2 separate regions of the Ovis aries genome follow, and region 1 is linked to region 2. A link is a contact called in public Hi-C data. All regions are on one chromosome and are shown on one strand. Each heading gives the region's core, a stretch centred on a gene start, on an enhancer-like site or on the middle of the called end of the contact. The rest is flanking DNA. Distances are from core to core; before and after follow the strand shown.

The links. A called contact is a pair of places that touch in the nucleus more often than the background predicts.
Region 1: a Hi-C map of liver shows a contact between it and region 2, with 4 times the contacts expected there. The contact joins two enhancer-like sites. A contact is called at or near these places in 2 of 16 Hi-C or Micro-C datasets (liver and mixed tissues).

Annotation. Positions count from the first base shown.
Region 1 is chr1:31,807,821-31,810,583 of ARS-UI_Ramb_v3.0, forward strand. The region is part of intron 4 of DAB1 (DAB adaptor protein 1); the gene reads right to left. Among named protein-coding and RNA genes, the nearest start is that of TRNAC-ACA, 47 kb to the right of the region's middle. Within about 2 kb of position 1,466, at least 1 of the 54 cell types and tissues checked has an H3K27ac peak or open chromatin away from gene starts, as enhancers often do. A contact at or near this core is called in liver, where this site is marked.
Region 2 is chr1:31,640,944-31,643,643 of ARS-UI_Ramb_v3.0, forward strand. DAB1 (DAB adaptor protein 1) reads right to left here. Exons shown (of 18, transcript XM_060409726.1): 12 at 2,368-2,418; 13 at 2,228-2,275. Among named protein-coding and RNA genes, the nearest start is that of C8B, 63 kb to the left of the region's middle. Within about 2 kb of position 1,353, at least 1 of the 54 cell types and tissues checked has an H3K27ac peak or open chromatin away from gene starts, as enhancers often do. A contact at or near this core is called in liver, where this site is marked.

The sequences.
Region 1 (2,763 bases), core at 216-2,715, 170 kb after region 2:
TAAAGAATTTTAGCATTAGCGAGGTTCGATTAGTGATGTAAAGACATCTGTGTTCCAAATGAAGTCTTGCCAGCAGTCTTAGGATGCTTTGCTGGGAAATTACTCTCTTTCAATTACATAAGAAATAATATATGTTCTATAATTGAATAACAGTCTATTTGTCTATTGAGTGGGTCTAGAAAATTCCTAAATTGTTAGTTCAAGGCTGTTTGATTTCCATTATGCATTGGAATGCCAAATTTTGATGGCTATTGTCATTTTCCCACCCAGAAAGGTACAATCTGGAAAGATCCCAGGATACACATTTTCCAATTTTTAAGTCAATAGTATAAAAACTTCCCTGGAAGAGGGCATGGCAACCCACTCCAGTATTTTTGCCTGAAGAATCCCATAGACAGAGGAGCCTGGCTCCAGACTCTCTGGCTACAGTCCAAAGAGTTGCAAAGAGTTGGGACACAACTGAAGCAACTTAGCGTGCATGTGGTATAAAAACCTCATACTGCATGTTGAATTTACAAATGTGCAGCCACATTAAATGAAGCACATACCTTCTGTGATTCCCCTGACCAACTCTGCTTTGAACTGACACTATAAATATTAAAACTGGTTGTGTTTGTCACAACTGTAGCTCACAACTGTAGCTCACACCAAACAACAGGACCTTACTGCATGATTTTTATCCACTATCTCTTGTTTTCATATTAGTCATGTAACTAATATGCTTTATAATTAGGTATCACTATAAATCCACTCACATCATCTTTGTAGTAAGGTAGAATGTAAAGAAACTCCACACATCTTATGATAATGCATCACAGCAAATTCCAAGTGATTCTGGAAAGTGCACGTACCAAAGGTGTCAATGGACTTGATGGCTTGTGCAACAGCATACTGAAAACTAGAAATTTCCCAGGAAATCTGGTCATGTGGCCACTGCTCACACAGCACCCCTCCCTTAGGGCTGACAATCCCCCTGAGAATTGCTATCCTGTCCTTTGAGATTGCCAAGTTAAGGCTGGAGAGTGCCCCAGAAATACCCACAAGGAACATCTGAGTCAAGAATAAAAGCATTAATTTCTGAATAAAGTTTGGGGGCTGAGGATAGAAGTTCAAAATTAACTACAGAAAGGAAGAAGTTTCCCTCCATGTTTAACCCTGGCACATCAGTGATCAACTTCTAAAACAACTGAAGTTATCAAAATGATTGTGCTTATCTCTAAAGAAAGAGGTGGGTCTCTGATCTTTAAATCCTTAGGTTGAGCAAATTTTCCTATATCATATGTAGAATGTCATCTTCTTTCAGGCAACCAATACAGAAGTGGCAAAAAATACTGGCAGGAAAAGTGATGGAGATACATCTAAGAGCAAACCCCAAGACAGAGAGGAATTAGGAGAGGGAACACAGAGTCCAAAGAACAAGGGCTGTGGAGTCACGCCAGCTCGGGTGCAGAGAGCAGCTCTCTTCAACTGACCTGACTTCATACCTGTGATGATAGAGACCTAGTGCCTGTCTGCTGAGTTCCACTCTGCCCCCTTCAGCTGCACAAGCCCTCTACCTGCCAGGGATGTCCCAGACACAAAAGGGCTATGGGAACAATGAAGCAGTCAATGGATTCAAAGGACTGTTATTAATAAAAATCTGTAGGGCAAGAATCTTTCCATGGTCACCTCCTGAGACTGAAGATGACTAAGAGGCACATGAAAGGGGCAGGACAAAGCAACTTCTCAAAGACACACTATTCAATTCAACTCAGCCAGTCTTTACTGAGCAGCTACTATATTCTGCACACTCAGGATGGAGCCAGGGACACAGCGATATACAACACAGACATCTAAGGGTGACAGATATTCGGATAATTCTAAATGAACATGCAAAAGCCCACGACAAGGAAGGTCTAGGGTGCTGCGAGAACACAACAGAGACACATATAAACCAGGCTTGGGAAATCAGGGAAGACTTTGTAAATATAAGACATACATGTATGTTCTTATCCCCACTGTAAGGCAGACAAAAGCAAGGCTAACAAAGAGGTTAAGTAAATTGCCAAAAATTACTTGCCCAATAATTGGTTGAGCTGGGATTTCACCCAAAGTCTGTCTGGCTCTTTAGCAAACAGAGTGAAAAAGGGAAAGGCCATGCCCTATGGCCCTGTGCTGTGCCTGAGTACAGTGCAGAGACTGCTCAGGCAAACCATTTCACTGATAATCCACCTCAGAATTAATTTAGAATTCCTATTCAATTAGGCACATTGACCATTTACACTCTGAAATGGAATTTTTCATCATGAGTCACTACCATACGATAATGGTTCAATGTCTGTGATCTATAAGAGAAGGTACGAAGAAAGAAAGAAATTATAAGTGGGGCTTTACAGAGAAAAAAAGTGTCCCTGATTAATGAAAAAAACAAGATCAGAATTTGGCTCATAGCTAATTGGACACTGTTTCATAATGACCCAGAGAAGAAGCACTGGGAGCCATTATTTAAATATTCTCACACCTCATTTGCCTGATGTCATCATCAAAGCGGGGTGAGCGTGTGTGTGACTTACTCAAAGTCTCAGTGCTTTTATTCACATCTACCTGGCTTCTCCTTGCTACTTTCTGGTCTTTGGCTTGACTTCCATCTTATTTCTCTCATTGCCCCAAACTGTTTCATTTTCCAGTGATCCCAAGACTCCTGGGGTACCGTCCTAGACATTTGTCTCTGCCTCACTCACCACATCAATTCATGACCACTATTCCTATAAGAATAACTAGAGC
Region 2 (2,700 bases), core at 103-2,602:
TTGTGTCCCTTTACCCAGCCCTACTTAGCCATCCTTCATGGTGGAAGCCCAGCCCCATAATATTCTCTAACCAGAAGCCACGGTTCTTACAAGTCCTGCCATGATTCATGTCCCTCTGAAGAAGTCATCTCCAAGGTCAACCAAAGACTCCTCCTTGCCTTCCCCTTCCTGGCCCTTCAGACATCTTCAGGTAAAGATGTGGTTGTTGATGGCAGATTCTGCCCCTTCTCTAGGTCCTGGGCATCCTCCTGGAAGCTGCCAAAGCCAGTGCAAAGGATGAGGAGATGCTTGGCTATTGGAGCTCCTCAGTATCTCAATCAGGCCTGTCCCCTCCCAAGCCACTCTCTGTTATGAATCAGTGATGCTTTTCCAATAGGGAATGCCCTATAGCTGCTGTTTCATAATTAGTCCCCTGGTCCTTCTTTCCACTAAACCTTTGCAAGTAGACTCCTAGACCCCTCCTGCAGAGAAGCTCTGACAGCACCACTGAAGAAGGCAGAGCGTCCATGACTGACCAGAGTACACATTTACATAGACCCCCTCCCTCAGCTTCGGCACTAGGTGCTCCTTCCTTTAGGGCAAGCATGTAGTTCCTACTGTACATCGGCTACTGTGCCGAAAGCAGGGGACACAGGGATGCATAAGGCATCTTCCCGCACTGAGTCTCATGAGCTGCCTGTGCTATGGGAAGACAGACCTATAGACACAGTGAGGACCATGTTACTAGAGAAGCACCAGGGGTCACGAAAGGAGGGGGCCACCTCAGGGCCTTGGCACACGCTCCTCCTCTGACCAGAACACTCAGACCTTCCCCCACTGCCTTTCCTACCGATCTTTTGAGACACAAACTAGACACCTTCATTTCTTCCTGGGAAGTATTTTCTAACTCAATTGTACCCTATCCCACTGCCCCAAAACAGCTTACGTGAGACCCTTAGATGGATTGTCAGCCTTGGATCCCCAGTGGCTCAGTTGGTAAAGAATATGCCTGTAATGTGAGAGACCTGGGTTTGATTCCTGGGTTGGGAAAATCCCCTGGAGGAGGGCATGGCAACCCACTCCAGTATTCTTGCCTGGAGAATCCCCATGGACAGAGGAGCCTGGAATGTCTCAGTCCATGGGGTTGCAAAGAGTCAGACACGACTAAGCGACTAGGCACACACACTCAAGGAAAAAGTATGGATGCCTGGTCCCCACCCCTTGAGGTTCTTAATTAGTTGGTTTGAGGTAGTTTAGTAACTCAAAGTTAAACATTATTCCTGATGATTCTAATTTGCAGCCCAGGTTGAGAACTCTTGTCCTGTAGACTTCCCAAACACATGTACTCAGGAGTGACAACATTCACTCGCCAATGTATTAACCAATCTGAATAAACACTGGCTGCAAACCAGCACCTCTATTCCAGGTGATGGGGACCAAATAGCAGTCTTATCTCCATAGGTGCTGCTGCTGCTGCTGCTAAGTCGCTTCAGTCATGTCCGACTCTGTGTGACCTCATTGACGGCAGCCCACCAGGCTCCCCCATCCCTGGGATTCTCCAGGCAAGAACACTGGAATGGGTTGCCATTTCCTTCTCCAATGCAGGAAAGTGAAAAGTGAAAGTGAAGTCGCTCAGTCGTGTCCGACTCTTTGCAACCCCATGGACTGCAGCCTACCAGGCTCCTCCATCCATGGGATTTTCCAGGCAAGAGTACTGGAGTGGGGTGCCATTGCCTCCCCTCTCCCTCACCCACACTGGTTTTTATCACCATAGGTGCACTGAGCAGCTCCTGTTCAGTGCTGAATCTCCACTATAATATGTTACACTCCACTCCACTAGGCAATCCTACCCTAGCCTTCTCTCCCAATCCCATCTGCCCTCTCCTATGCTATGCAATACCACACTGTGTTACACTTTGAGCTCCCTGAGGATAAGGGTTGTGTCCTCCTCTCCACTGCATCTCTAGCAACTATTAGAATCCCTGGGACACATTAGGAGATTGAAAAATGTTTGCTGAATGAAATGAAGGGGTGTCATTTCCTCTCCAACATACACTGTTTCTCTCTCTCTCTCTCTCACACACACACACACACGCTCCTACTTTTCGCCCTCACCGCGGGGCCCACCAGGAGTCTCTGAACATCAGCACAGGTCGGCGCCAGAGCAGAGCACTGAGGAGAGAGGCTGCACAGAGCGGATAAGAATGACCAGAACAACCCTCGCTTCACAAAACCACGGAGCCCTTACCTTTGTTGCCTCAAAAATCTCGTCAAAGTCCATCGGCAGGTTTCTGTTCTGTAACCACAAGGCATGACTTATGAGCATGAAATGAGTGATGGGACAATGACTCGAAACCGTTAACCAGGCTGGGCCCTCTTGGTGCTTACCGGGGTGGCTGCGGCAAACCGCTCGTCAAAATCCTCAAACGCACGGCCGTTCTGAAAGCGTAAGGGATGATGAATGAGGATGAAGTGAATGACACACAAATGGCATGGATTTATGTGTTTAATGATGACATTATCTACGGTTTACACTCTCATGGTCACAGGAGGCGGGAGTGATTGCCAATGTGCTGTGAAAACCCTGGAATATGCTCCCAGCACAAACTGATGATAAAACACGTGCCTGGTTAGGAAACACGAGCCATAGGGAGTTTGTAATTGTAAAGCCCATCTTCCTGAAATTACAGACCTGACCCAGCCAGTCTCAATGGTGACAGC